Linked DNA regions of Mus musculus: region 1 is linked to region 2. Evidence: chromatin contacts called from public Hi-C data. All regions are on one chromosome and are shown on one strand. The core of a region is the stretch at or near the end of the contact, and the rest is flanking DNA. Distances in the headings are between cores, read along the strand shown. Region 1 overlaps Cenpf (centromere protein F). Region 2 has its middle 31 kb from the start of Gm36561.

Region 1 (6,983 bases), core at 910-3,409, 600 kb after region 2:
CAAGTAAGTGTCAAAATACAATGGTTATTAAAGGGTTGGAAAGCATGCATTTAATGTAGTGTTTTTCCATTTCTAAGAGAAATGGTAATGAGTGAACAGCAATCTGTATGCAATGAACACACCTGAGACATAAGGACTGCACTCTGGGGTAAAAGAGCACGGCCAATACAGTACTGTGTAGGAAATGTTCACCCTCTGATGCCAAAAAGAGTAAAAACCATGCACTCTGAGATTCCATGTGCTCTTAATTTATCAACCCCAGGGACGTTGCATGGTATATAGAAAAGGACACAACATTTTTCCAATAGGCTGTAATCCATCTTTCCTCATGGGAATGAGACATAATAGAGTTCTGGACTGCTGAGGTGGGTCACTGGGTAAAGGTGTTTCATGTCAAGCCTGATGACCTAAATTTGATCTTCAAATATGGTGAAAAGATATGGTGAAAGGAGAGTTTTCCTAGACAGACACACACACACACACACACACACACACCATGGCACATGTATACACAGACAACTCTAAAGATACTGCACTCACCCTTCATTTCTTCTGCAAAATTCTGGCTCTTACTCAAAGACACTTTGACTTTACCAAGTTCTTCCTCCAGGTGGCAGACTTCTCTGGTCCTCTGCTCAGACTGACTCCTAATGAGACTGTTCTCCTTCTTCATTTCCTGAAAACATATTTAGTTTGTTTTAATCTAAACAAATGCTCAAGGGAGTCACAATTCCTGCTTTAGTAAAGGTCCATCACAGATCTGTCTGTATCTCAGTCAGCAATCAACTTTCCTTTCCAATATCTAATTAAAGTACCATGTTATTTGAATCAAATTACATCATAAAAGCAGATACCAAATCTAAGAATTATCTTATACCGTCAGGAAATATGCTTCTTCAAACTTTCTGGTTGTTAAAGTTAGCTCAGAAGAAAAAGCCTATGTATAAGATAATTAAAGACAAGAGTTTCAGATTCCTATCAAGCCAGATTAGTTAAAAAACAAAACAAACAACAACAACAAAAAAAACACTAATGTTCCAAGAACAAATTTTTGCTTCTCACTGCAAAAACAGCAGTATAAGGTTTACTATCACAAGAGTGCCCTGATAGTTGAAATTTCCTTCAATGAATGCTTTCACCAGCATAGCTACAGTGGTCACATATGGAATGTATACTGGAATGTATACTATAAATATGCATATTTAAATAAAACAGCATCACAGCCTTCAGCAGGATCACCTCCATGGTGTAAGGTGTGGTCCTAGTCATTCAATACATATCTAACAGAGAAAACTGCTAAAAAGGCACTGAATAATCTATGTGACATCAAAAGCTGGCGCATAATTCATCTTGTATAGGGGAGCCTGAGCATTCACAGGTTCATTGGGTCCATGATTAAATATTCATACACACAGGGATGTTTACAGAAAACACACACACACACAAGTGCAATTGTGCAATTTCATTCCACTCTGTTAGGAATTCTTGAGCTAAATCACACAAATGTACACACATAATAAAAACATTATTACTCCTTCTTAACCTAAAACTGATACATTAAAAAAAAAAAATACTCCAGTCCCACTTAAATTTGTTTTCTTTAGGTTTTTCTCTCTATTATTATCTTTATTAGTATGTGTATCCATGCATGCATGCACTGGAGAGGCAGGGCATGCTTATGGCACTTAGACAAGAGGACAACTTGGGGAAGTCAGTTTTTTTATTCTACCATGTGTGTTGGTTGCAGGTATTGAACGGAGGTGTTTGAGTTTGGCACACTAATTTATGTAGACCAAGCTGGCCTCACACTTGATATCTATCTGCTTCTGCCTCCCGAACACCTGAGAGTAAAGGCACCCTTGAAACTTTTAATAATATTTTAATAGCTGAAAGGTACATGCACCTATATTATACCCTACCCTCAAGAACAGGCATTATCTCCACTACCTGAGAGAACTTAAGTATATCTCACACCTTATGGAATGAAAGAAATCTGTAAGGCATTTTTTAAATTACATTTCAAAAATACCCTTCTAAGAAGTAAGAAGACATTTTTTGAATCTTAAAGAAACAATTAAGACCCATCCTTCAAAACCTCACTGCACTGTTAGAAAACAGATGGCCCTGGCGATGCTATATTGGAAGGCTGCCTTCAATTATCAGTCTGGTTACTACCAGCAGATGGGTACCCATGTAACAAAGCCAAATTCAAGAAGAGGGAGAATCTGGCTACTGGAAGTACTTGAAAACTTGCTGGCAGCTGCTGTGTTCATGTATATACATTCATTCCATCATTAAAATGAGACAGAGGCTGTTGATAGTATTACACTCTTGTCTCCTGTGTTCTGATCCTGTCTTGCTTACACTAGGAAATTGACTATGGAATTAAGATATCAATGAGAACTAAAGGACAGCTATAAAAGATCTTAAGACAGAGACATTAACCTGCATGCTAGTCAGTAATCAAGCTTGCAAGGAAAAATTCATGAAGGTGAAACAATGAAATTGATTAAAATTAGCATTAATAAACTAAAGAAATGTTATCACTTGTTTGTTCTGTAGACTAAGAATAATCACCCATCTAATGAGATCACAGATGTAAAAGAGAGAACACTTTATGTACTTTGACATGTGTAATGGGGCACTGTTATTAGTATTTCTTCCCCAAATCTAACAGTTACAAGATCATCAGAGTTGAATCATGTATTGATTTACTATTTTACAATCAAATCCAATCTGGGCCTTGAAAAGGAAGCTGGGAAGACTGTGCATGATGAATAGAATGCACCTCCACAGGGGGTGGGGGTGGGGCATTGGAGAGAGCAGGTACCACAAAGGAGGAGGGGTGGTTGTTATGTCTGCATGCCTGTCTTTCTGTGTCTTAGGCCCTAACTGCAGACATTTAAGAAAACAGCAAGCTCAATGAAAAGATTAGGGTGTCTTTCCCCATTCTGGCATTAGCTTTGTAAATAGTGGTTCCTAACGAAGGAATGTTCAGCCAATCCTGGGACCCAGCAGGCTTATAATGCTATGACTGCAACCAACCCAAGAATTTAAGAGGCCAGAATTTAGAAAATGAACATCTGAAAATGGATGCACAGGCTGCCATCCATCAGCAATTAGTTTTCCATGAGGCTACAGCCACTTAAGTCTTGATTGGGCAGCTCATTAGCAACAATGAGTTAAGCATACAAGGGTATATTATATTCTCCTAAGCATCTCTTCAGTTCTCACGTGATTTACAAAATTGGGCAGTACTCGGGAAAACAGCAATCTCTAGACCACAAGCCAGCACTTGAGCTTAGCAAGCAATCCCACCCAGAGCAACTTGGTTTAGGAGCAGCAAGGGAAGCATCACTTCCTCGGGCGAGACCAAACAGTGCGATCCAGCGATCGAGCGTGTGTTTCACGACCCCATCCATGAGAAGAGCTCAATATGTCCCCTGCTGGGAGAAGGCTCTCTATGTGGGAATGGAATGGATGCAAAGATGTGCCTTCTCCCTTCTACTCTGGCATTCTTGCCTGCCAGACCACATTCCTTAGAGGACCTAATACAATACAGATCCCCATGCCTAGAAAGTCCCCAAGCAAGCGTTTCCTCATCCTGCCTGTCAATGATGGCATTTTACTGCCAAACCCCAGTGCAATGGAAGCTGGCGCTCGAAGCCGGGTGAGCAGCTTATCTAATCCCCACATCACTTTGATACTAAATGTTAACTTTACCCTTGATTGGGCTATTAAATCACATTTCCAGCACTGATAATTTCTAATTGCGAGAAGTATATTAGTTTACTAAACACAGTCAAGGAAAATTTCAGTACAACTGTCACTTCATTTCAGCATCCAAAACCTAGAAGCATATTAAACTTGTTTGTGCTTACTTTATAATTAGATACAGAAATATGAAAATTCTCAAATACACTGTCTCCTGGCCATGACCCTTCTGGGCTGACACATAATTGCAAATAATTTTAATATCAAAGGTCACTGATATTTGTGAAACAAAACTAGCAAGCACATCCTGGACTTCCATGGTTTATTGGACATTTACATGCTGGGCACTGGGCCACATACTTTATATAAAAATGGACTTAATCATGAATAGCCTTGAAAGGAAGGGATGTTATTTGCATCTGTATGCAGACTAAGAAGGGATCACCCCAAGGTAACACAGTAGATGGTTGGCATCCAGATAGTTCTCACTAGAGTCACCAGCACTATAATCCCCACATCAGTACTACATCAGTACTCTCACTGACAAATCACTTCTCTGAACCCAACCACAGTTCAAAGTACAAGAGCCAGGGATGCCCTTTCAACTCTTACTGTGTCATCCCTAAAGAATACTCATGGGCAGACATAAACACGAATTAAGACGAATAGTAAATTTGTATCTTGGCCCTGTGCTGAGCACTTCTTACACATGACTATGTTCATTTGAATATGGTAGGTATGTAATGCAGAGCAGCCTGGAATTAGAGAAAGCACTATAACCCAGACCCTGTGGGGATAAAGTAAGCCTTCAGAAACACCTGCAAGACAATGTCCCTACTACTAAAATGTCCCAGCAAGTCATATCAAAGGTGTTTAGACTCTGAACCAGATGATAGTTCTACAAAATGTTTGAACGGGCAGCCAGTCAAGTCACAGGAGAGTTCCTGGCTAAAAGGGAAGCTCACAGAGGGAAGAGCTTCATGCCAGTCTGCCTGTGGAAATGTTAGCAGAAGCATCTGTTGGTTGGTCCCCACTGGCCAAAAGGCAAACATTTGTTTTGCTGCAATAAACATGCACTGGAAATGTTTGCAGATGAACTCATCACAGGATTTGACTGAATGTTTTCCACTCGGCGTGCAGGAGTTGAATGCCCCCACCCCATCTCCAGCAGTCTTCCCACTTTGTTGCTGGCTGCTTTAATAACTTCCTCTTTGCTATGACAGGTGTTCACATTTACAGTGAAATACCATGGGAGCAAATACATTTAGACTTCACCACCTAGATAAGGAACTGTCGTTACGGATAAAATTATTTCTCTTTCATCGTTAGCAGGCTAAAAAGTGATGACAAAACAGTTCAGTAGTGGGAAACATTTCCCTGTAACCCCGGAGAAGCCACCTCTGCTACCCCTCTGCTCTCTGTTAATCTGCGGCTCTAGTCAAATCCACCATCAGCTGTTGCTAAATGCTTCTTAACTACGTCCTTTAAAACAAACTCCAGGCTACCAGAGACGTTCAGAGAAGGCAAACTGACATGTGTAGGAATAAAATTCTCAGAACACTCCTACAGCTCGCCCTCATCCACTGCCTGGCAGAACAGGTATCTCTCCAGGCAAGACTCAGCAGGCTGCACACTGGGCCCTAAGATCAGTGTTCGTTTCTAAAGAATAAATCCAGTTATAATTACATTATTTTATTTTATTTATTTTTGACAGTGCCAGAGACTGAACTAAGGTCATTTCTTTAAGTCTATGATTTCCATGGGGTTTTTAATATTGTATAATTCCAAATTAATCCTTGAAAAAGGTGTTCACACCTCAGCATTGTAGATATAAGGCAGGTTCCATGCTAGCCTGGGACACACAGCCAGTGTGTGTATCGCAAAACAAAAAGAACACGTGTGCCAGCACAGGCCTGGGAGAGAGGAGCAGTGGCATCTGGGACTGAAGGCCTATGTTAGCTACTTCAGTAGGCTTTAGGCTACTCTAGACAACTTAGACTCTGCCGAATAAATGAATGAATGAATGAATGAATGAGAGAGAGAGAGAGAGAGAGAAGGTAGAGAGGTAAATTAAATAATAATCCACATTAACAGTTTCATTTACTCCCTTTAAATTCCAAACAATTCCCTCCTTTTTTTCATAATTCCACCTCTCAAGTGGTCTAAAATAATCTTTAAAACAGCGATTCCCGATCTTCCCAATGCTGTGACCCTTTAATATAGTTTCTCATGTTGTGATGGACCCTCAAACATAAAATTACTTTTGTTGACACTTCATAACTGTAATTTTGCTACTCTTATACATCATAATGTAAACACCTGATATGCAGGATATCTAATACTCTACCCCTGTGAAAGAGTCATTCCACCCCTGAGAAGGTCATGACCCACAGATGAGTAACTGCTACTTTACAACTTGTGACTGTAGAACTGGTGAGAGAGCTCAAAGGGTCAGAGCAGTAGCTGCTGCTCCTGCTGAGGACACAGAGGCTTTCACAACCTCTCCCTCTGGCCTCTCTGGACAGCAAGCATAAATGTGGTGCACAGAAAATACATACATATAAATGAAAATTTTCAAAACTTGATTATATGTTTTTTTGTATATTTTTATTGAATATTTTATTTATTTGCATTTCAAAAGTTATCCCCTTTCCTTGTTTCTGTCCACTCCCCATAAACCCCCTATCCTATTCTCCCTCCCCTTGCTTCTATGAAGGTGTTCCCCCACCCACCCACTCCGGCCTTGGCATTCCCCTACATGAGGGCATCGAGCCTTCACAGGACCAAGGGCCTCCTCTCTCACTGATGCCGACAAGACCATCCTCTGCTACATATGTAGCTGGAGCCATGAGTCCCTCCATGTGTGTACTCTTTGGTTGGTGATTTAGTCCCTGGGAGCTCTGGAGGGTCTGGTTGGATTATATATTCTTAATTCCTCATGCAAAATGCATGAGTTATCATTTCAAAATAAAAAAATGGAAAACAAGGACATTAAACATATATAAAACACATAACATCTGAAAAAGAAAAAAAAGTATGGTACTAATAAAGTGCTGATAAATTAAAATACAGAGTCCCTTTTTGGACCAGGGAGATGACTTAGCACACAATGATGCTATCCTGAGTTTGATCCTGGGAACCCACATAAGGATGAAGAGAGACTACAAGTTGTACGCTGACCTCCAATGAGCATGCTGTGACTCACATGCACGGGCGCACACACACAGGTGCACACACACAGGTGCACACACACACACACACACACAACA
Region 2 (7,700 bases), core at 1,992-4,491:
ACGTGCTGGCAAGGAGCCGGCAGTATTCTGTTGGTGATGCTTGCATCTATGACTCTGGATCTCTTTCCTAGGTTTCCTATCTCCAGGGTTGTCTCCCTTTGTGATTTCTTTATTGTTTTCATTTCCAGTTTTAGATCCTGGATGGTTTTGTTCAATTCCTTCACCTGTTTGGTTGTGTTTTCCTGCAATTCTTTAAGGGATTTTTGTGTTTCCTTTTTAATGGTTTCTACCTGTTTACCTGTGCTCTCCTGTATTTCTTTAAGGGAGTTAGTTATTTATTAAAGTCCTCTATCATCACCATGAGATGTGATTTTAAGTCAGAGTCTTACTTTTCTGGTGTACTGGGGTATTCTGGTCTCACTGTGGTGGGAGAACTGGGTTCTGATGATGCCAAGCAGCCTTGGTTTCTGTTGCTTATGTTCTTCCCCTTGCCTCTCCCCATATGGTTATCTCTGGTGTTAGCTGGTCTTGCTGTCTCTGACTGTGGCTTGCCCTTCCTGCAAACCTGTGTGTTAGAACTCCCAGGAGACCATTTCTCTCCAGGAGGAATTTGAATATGGACATCTGTGGCACCTGGTCAGCTCGGGGCACAAAGAGAAACTAGAAGGTTTCTGTCCCTGGCTGTTCCTTGGTTCCTGTGTCCTGATGGTTCAGGATGGGTCCCTCTTGGGCCAGGAATTTGAGCAGAAGTCACACTGTCCTCACAGGTGAGTCAGTGCTCCTGGGAGACCAGCTCTCTCCCAACGGTATTTGGGTATGGAGCTGGCTGCAATGTTTATTTCCAGCTATTTGGGGTAGGTTTTCTCCTCTTTGGGGACAGCAGTATAACCCTTTTCTAATTATTTTGCTTATGAAAGGGACATCTCGCCTCCAATTCCATTTTCTTCATGACAAGTGAGGTTGGCTGCCTTCTTTTCACTGGTTCTTTGTGTGTGTGTGCATGTGTGTGTGTACATGTGTGCACATTCTATTACAGACCTATGCATGATAGCACATGCATGCATGTGGAGGTCAGAGAACAGTTTAGAGAGTTAGTTGACTCCTAGTTTATCAAAATTTCAGTTTCCTAATTGAAATGTTGCCATCCCTCATCTACTTTGCTGGCATTCCTGCTATGTTGCTGGCTTCTCCCTGGGTCTCCAGCTTCCCTGCTATGCTGTTAGCTTTTTCCAGGGTCTCCAGCTTCCCTACCATAGCCATGCTGCTGGCTTCTCCCTGGACCTCCAGCTTCCCCACCATGGCCATGCTGCTGGCTTCTCCCTGGAGCTCCAGCTTCCCCGCCATGCTGCTAGCTTCCCCTTGGGTCTGGGATATAGTTCGTGACTTCATTAATCTGTTTATTTTCATCTCTGTTGAGATCATTGATAAGTTTTCCATATGTACTTTTAACTTTTAAAGAAATTCATTGTATGTGCATGAAGGCTTGGCCTGCAGATATGGATGTGCACCATGTGTGTATGGTGAGAGATCAAACGTACTCCATCTTGGGATCAGCCTCCATCCATCTTAAAGAAAAAAAAGCCAGAGACCTTGACCTGCAGCAGAACCCAAGCTGCACCCAAGTACCAGGAAGGGACCCCATGGCTTGTCCTTGGCCCATATTCCAGAATTACTCCCTGGCTACTTCTTAGCAACAGTCAATCAAGATTAGTCTGATTGTTTGTGATACACTTCCAGACCCTTTGTGATTGTTCACGCTCTTGCTTCAGAGCACCCACCTATCAGCTTACAGCAGACACTCAGTCAGATGCTTGCCAGGCTGGGCACCGCCTCACTTACTCCCGGTCCCTATAAAACCTTGTCCTGCTGAGGGTTCGAGGCTGCTCTGCCTTCCCTTCCTGTCCTGCTGTGTCAGGGTTGGGTTGGAGGAGAGCCCGAGCTTGAGCTTGTAGTAAAGAGACTCTAATGCTATTACACTAGAGACAGCTAATTGGTGGTCTTTTGGGGGTTCACAAATGCTTCCTGGCACAGCAATGGTACCCTCAGAGGCCAGAGAGTATTGGGACCTTTGGAAAAAAGACTTGCAGATGGTTGTGTGCTGCTGTGTGGCTGCTGGGACGGAACCCGGGTCCTCTACAAAAGCAGCAAGCTCTCAACCACTGAGCCCCTCTCCAGCCCCTGGACATCTGAATTCTTATCATTCATGTTTACCTATTGCAGCAACTTTGAATGGGAGGTTGAGCTTTCATACTGGAGAGGAATCACTCTGCCTCCTGGGTGACAGGATTCTCTGCCATGGCCAGTGCATCTGGTAGGTTTGGCTCTCTCCCAGTTTTACAGTGGGGTCATCTCAGTGAGCGGCTACTTCTTTCATTATTTTTTAATTAATCACAGGAAGGAATCATTTCATCAAGTCATTTTCACACAAATTTCCCATCTGCTCTGTTCTTTCCTTCCCCCATGCTCCCCACATCCTATGGCTGGTAGAATTCTGATGTCTAGAAGCTACAGAAATGCCAGGCAGGTGTAGTGGCTCGTGTATAATTCCACCACTTAGAAGGCAGAAACAGCATCCATCAAGCAATCTGTCTCACAAGACTAGCCTGATCAGTGAGCTCTGGGTTTGACTGAGAGACCCTGCCTCTCAGTAAATAAGGTAATAGAGGAAGACACCTGATATCAGTAAGCCTTGGATCTCCACACTCAGACCACAGAGGCCATATAAGGGCTTAGACAACATGGTGGCAGGATAGTCATCTGGAATGAGTCTGCAGCATTCAGACATATGGTGAAACAATAGCCAGCTAAAGATACCTAGGGACTCACCAATAAGCAGAAAGTTGAGCTATGATCTAATGTGCTATATTTGTAAGATAACATTTTTGTATGTTTTTTTTTATAAATATACCCTTGAGGCTGGGGTCAGTGCCTTCACCTCTCCACAGTGATGCTGTTTCTATGGGATCCTGTATTAAAGCTGTTTTTACATGCAATGGTCTTTTGATTGTGTTACTACAGGGTGAAGGTCTTGTCTCTCACACAGCAGTGATGTATGAACATGCCCAAAGTCAGCTATGGACACACATTGCTGCTGCTACTGCTGCTGCGCATTGCTGGGAGACAAAGGCAGTCCTAGTTTTTAAAGAAAAGCCCCTATTCTGCAGGTGAGTTTCTGGCTGGACAGGTGAATTCTGCATTGCTCTTAGGCTAAAACATTATCCCCTTGCTCTCAAAGGCTGGGAGAGCACAGAGTGCTGTTTAATCAGTGGCATCGGAGTGGCAGATGGTACCAACCAGGGCTTGCTCCTGCTTCCTCCTGTCTGCTCCTTCCTTGGCACAGCAGCTTTGCCAGGGTAAGGGGAACTGATCCAAAGGAGACCTGTCATAGGGAGGAGCAGCCTTTGCTACAGCTAGTTTGTAAGGATAAGTGAAGGCCAGAAAAGTGTTACCACGGAAAGGCTGCCTTGGGTAACTGAAGAAGTCTGGGAGACAGCGGTGAAGTCAGAAGCGAATCACATCTTTTGTCAGAGGTTGATTATGCTTAAAGCTGGGCTGCCTAAGTAGAAGGCTGCCTGCCACCTGCCTGCCACCTGCCTGCCACCTGCCTGCTGCCTACCTGAATTTCTTCCTTCTCTCCCCACCCTTCCCCTTTCTTCCCACCCTCCTTTCCCTTCCCTTTCCTAACCTAACATTTCCTTTTTTACCCTATCCTTCTCTTCCCAACTTCTTCCTTTTGGCCCTCCTTCCTTCCTTCCTTTCCCCTCCCTCCCCGCTCTCTTTCCTTCCACTCAGTCCATTTTCCTGGAAATTTCATTAATTTTTATGGTTGAATTCCATTACGTGTCTATGTCCTACATTTTCTTTATCCATTCGTCTGCTGATGGACATCTAGGCTGATTCTATTTCCTTGCCACTTTGACTAGAGCATCAATAGTCAAATCCATTGTGACCTGGGTCTTGTGGAGCATGCCCAGTCATAGGGAAATGCTGTAGACAGTGCTGATCCAAACTGATGTGCTAGGCTTGGGTGCTAAGGAAAAACTCCTGGTTTTTGACCCAGCAAAGGAGCTGGTGAGTAACGAGGGAGCAGTGAAGCTACAGTGGGCAGATACTTGAGAGATGCCTCCTAAGGTTGGCAGAGGATGAAAATCTCATGGCCAAGACAAGCTCCACTTGATCTCTATCCAAGAGCAGAGAGCCCAGCCACCTGCTCACCTCTCATGTCTGGCACCACCGTCTGTTTAGAGCCAAACTCACAGTGGGGCATGGAGTTGGGACAGCTCTGTGTTTGTACCTGTCTGTCCATGGTGACAAAGAAGGAATTAGAGACACAGGCAAGATCTTGAACTCTAGTCACCATAAGAGGCAAACTTATGACAAATCTCTGGACAGAAAGCAATCTTAATATGGATGGAAGATGACTGGCTCAAGCCACCAGTCAGGAGGAGCCTGGAGTCTTCACCTCGGGCAGATCAGTGCTGAAGGGCAGCGTTGGAGTCCTGGAGGGCCACACAGCTTGAATGACTTTCCCTACACAGGGAGGGCTGAACTTTTCCTCGGAAGCTGTGTGTTGGGAGTGTGCTGGGGAGCAAACAGCCCAAAATGCAGATGACTGGATGAGTCAGGAAGTGATCTGTGGTGAGGTTTGCAGTGTCTGGAGTTTGAGGCCCCAGCCCCTGAACAATTGCTTAGAGATTTAATGATTGTTATTAAGCCTACATGTATTCAATTGGGGTTTTCTTTCTGGTATTTTTTACATGTTTCAGTCCTTCTATACTAAATATACAGAAATAAGCAATGAGCCATGTGTGATGGTCTACAGAGGCAGGAGCATCTCTGTGTTCGCCATCAGCCTGGGCTAAATTGCAGGTTCTAGTCCAGCCAGGGCCATATAGTGAGATCTGTTTCCAAAGTAAATAAGCAAATAAGTGAATGAATAAATAAATAGATGAAATAAACAATAACCACCCAAATAATACATACTAAACAGCAGTTGTAAAGGGAAGAAAGAACCCCAGAAAATCCAAACTGGGCTGGGGGGGGGGTAAACCAAGTAATAATATCTTTTGAGCTTTAGAGAAAGACTGAAGATCTTATCCTCTGTCCACATCACACTCTGTATCCCATGCACATCTGTCACACTGAATCAGTGTGCAAAGCTGGCAACAGCAGGAGTGGGGAGGCTCGCCCAGTGCTCTCGCATTAAATTTTATGAGAGATTTGTGTTTGAACTTCTTCACAGAATTTTGCCATCCTTTCTCAAGCTGCAACCTTGAGTCACATCAAAACCCTGATTATCTTCTAGAACCAGAGAGGAGCTGGGCTTGCTGAGAGCCTGGACCAACCCCCCCCCCCAACCCCCCCCCCCCCCCGCCAACCCCCCTGTCACCCCCACCCCCACCCCCGCAGGAAGGCAGAGGCTCCCTGTGGCTGAGCAGCCGCGTGCATCTGAGGCTGCATATGTATAATTTCTTACTGAGTCTGAAAAGCCTGTCTCCACAATTTGAGTATTGTAAATGCCTGTTCATTTTCTGGTGACGTGAAGCAACAAAAGATGTTGACAGAAACATGTTTTTGTTTTTGCCTTTAAAAAGAAAGCTACATTTTCAAAACCTAATCTCTGGAAAATTAAACTGGCTACTCCCTTTTGTGTCTTTTTTGTTTGATAGTACACATTCACACTTCTTATTTGAAACGAAAAGAGAAAATGTTTTTCTACGATATCCAAAGCACTAGGTTTTAATAGCTGATTTGATTGAATTTCCTTCAGGAAAACAACATCGTCCTTGCTGGAAATTAACAAATAGATGAATCCATTAAACATCTTCCATTAAGTGGAAGGAAATCATTTCTCTATTATAAAGACGCAGCCAGCAGAAGTCACAGTGCCCCCAGCCATGTTTGGCAGCAGCGGAGAAAATTCAGTTCATTTGCCCCGCCCTGCTGTGTGTGGGACCATCAGTCAGAGCTTGTAGCCTTCCATCTCCGTTAAGACACTATGATCTTCCTTCCAAGGAATAATTCTACGTGATGCTGAGAGATTTGGAGTGGAAGGAGGAAGATAGAGAATTTCAGAGATGAAGTCTGCACAGATGTATTCTGATGGAAAACTCATTTGTGTCTTCATAAATATGTCCTCGCCCCTCTTGATTGTTGGGTGCCCCAGTGGGCGATTCTTAGCAAAAGACAAACTGGTAGGTGGATAAGCGAAGCCGGAGCGGGACAAACCCATGCATTAATGCATCGCTTTGATCTGGCTTCTCAAATGTTCTACCATTCCATCGGCTCATTCCTTTAGATAATTGGAAAAAGTGCTGCCACTGGCTTCTGGCCCAGGCCTGTTCCCCTTCAAGGAAACGGGATCCAGACACACCTGCACTCCAGCGGATCCTTGGCTTCTCTGGAACAAAGAGGAGGCAGAAGGACATTCTGAAACATCCCAAACTGCTTGGAATACTACCTACCAGCAGAACGTCTCATATGTTAGATCACTCTACTCACAATGCCAGCTAAAAATACCTTCTGGGCTTTTGAGAATAGGAGTCTCTGAACTTCTGGTTGGGGAAAAATAATGATAGCAACAGCTTTTGACTCCCATCATAAAAATGTAGAATTATCATCAGTATGATAAGTTTTATTATCATTAACAACATGATTTGTGGGGGCATGGAATAAATAAATATAGGAAACTGCTTGTATACTTATCTGAGAAATGGGATCAAAACTAGCAGAGATTTGCAAACCATTCTTTTTTTGGAGGCTGAATTTTATCTTTGGATATGAAGGCCCTGTGGAGCAAACCCAGAAAAAGTTAGATGAGGGCCCTAACTGAGAAGCAGGACAAACTATTTTGTGCAGGGAGTGGTGAAGGAATGTGAAGGCCCTGAGGTTGCACTCTATTTATAGCTGACGTCACGGGGCCCAGAGGAAGGCAAGAATGCTGGCCCAGAGGTGAAGGCCAATTGTGTCAGCAAAAGCAGGGACCACTGTTGGAACTTGGTCTGTAGGTTTTTCATAGTGAGACCACAAAATTATTTCTCAATAACACTTGCACCAAAGGAGAGGAATTGTAAGCTTTGGTCGGTGGATCTTAAGAGGGAGCAGCAAGAATGCTTTGGTTTGCTCTTGAGTGAGACGCAATCCTCATTATGTCCAATGGAAGACAAGCTAGCTCTTGGCTTTAGAGCTGTTTGTCCACTTTACAAGGTGGTGCGTGTAAACATTCTGGAAGGAGATATGATGCCTACCTTGTTGGTGGTGGCTTGTTATGTGAAACTACTTGAAACAATAGTCTAAAATGAAAGACGGTGAGTATCCCAGAGAAAGGTAGAAGGATTAGGAGCCTATAAAGAAGTATCTCCCATCAGAAGCATTCATTTGGGAGATGCTAGTGTTAGCCAGTAGTACCTGACTTTAACTATGATAGATAATCAACCATTCATTCATTCACTCACTCAGTGAATAAGTACTCAGTCATTTAACCGATGAATCAAATGGTGACTCAAACCTTTGCAGAATGTCTGCCCATTGCTCTGTGCTTAGGAACCAGAGAAGATAGCGATGTCTGCGTGTGTGCAGAAGCATGCTGTGTCTTAAGAATAGTAGCAAAAATAAACGCTGTTTGAAATGATAATATAAGCCACACTGCCTTACATCAGCGTCGCACATTCCTCATAGTTCTGTCTTCCTGAGAGAAACACACCCCAGATACATTTTCAGCCTTCTTTGTTCTTACTGTTAGGTTAGGGTCATGTGACCAC

The links. A called contact is a pair of places that touch in the nucleus more often than the background predicts.
Region 1: a contact with region 2 is called in a Hi-C map of cerebellum, with 1.7 times the contacts expected there. The contact joins two enhancer-like sites. A contact is called at or near these places in 1 of 15 datasets of contacts at CTCF or cohesin (the NIH/3T3 cell line), 2 of 484 Hi-C or Micro-C datasets (cerebellar granule neurons and cerebellum) and 2 of 115 datasets of contacts at active chromatin or transcription factors (T-cell acute lymphoblastic leukemia and embryonic basal ganglia).

What each region holds. Positions count from the first base shown.
Region 1 is chr1:189,661,457-189,668,439 of GRCm38.p6, forward strand. Cenpf (centromere protein F) reads right to left here. Exons shown (of 18, transcript NM_001081363.2): 11 at 541-676. Among named protein-coding and RNA genes, the nearest start is that of Cenpf, 23 kb to the right of the region's middle. Within about 2 kb of position 2,160, at least 11 of the 459 cell types and tissues checked have an H3K27ac peak or open chromatin away from gene starts, as enhancers often do. A contact at or near this core is called in cerebellar granule neurons and cerebellum, where this site is marked.
Region 2 is chr1:189,061,535-189,069,234 of GRCm38.p6, forward strand. No RefSeq gene overlaps it. Among named protein-coding and RNA genes, the nearest start is that of Gm36561, 31 kb to the left of the region's middle. Within about 2 kb of position 3,242, at least 4 of the 459 cell types and tissues checked have an H3K27ac peak or open chromatin away from gene starts, as enhancers often do. A contact at or near this core is called in cerebellar granule neurons and cerebellum, where this site is marked.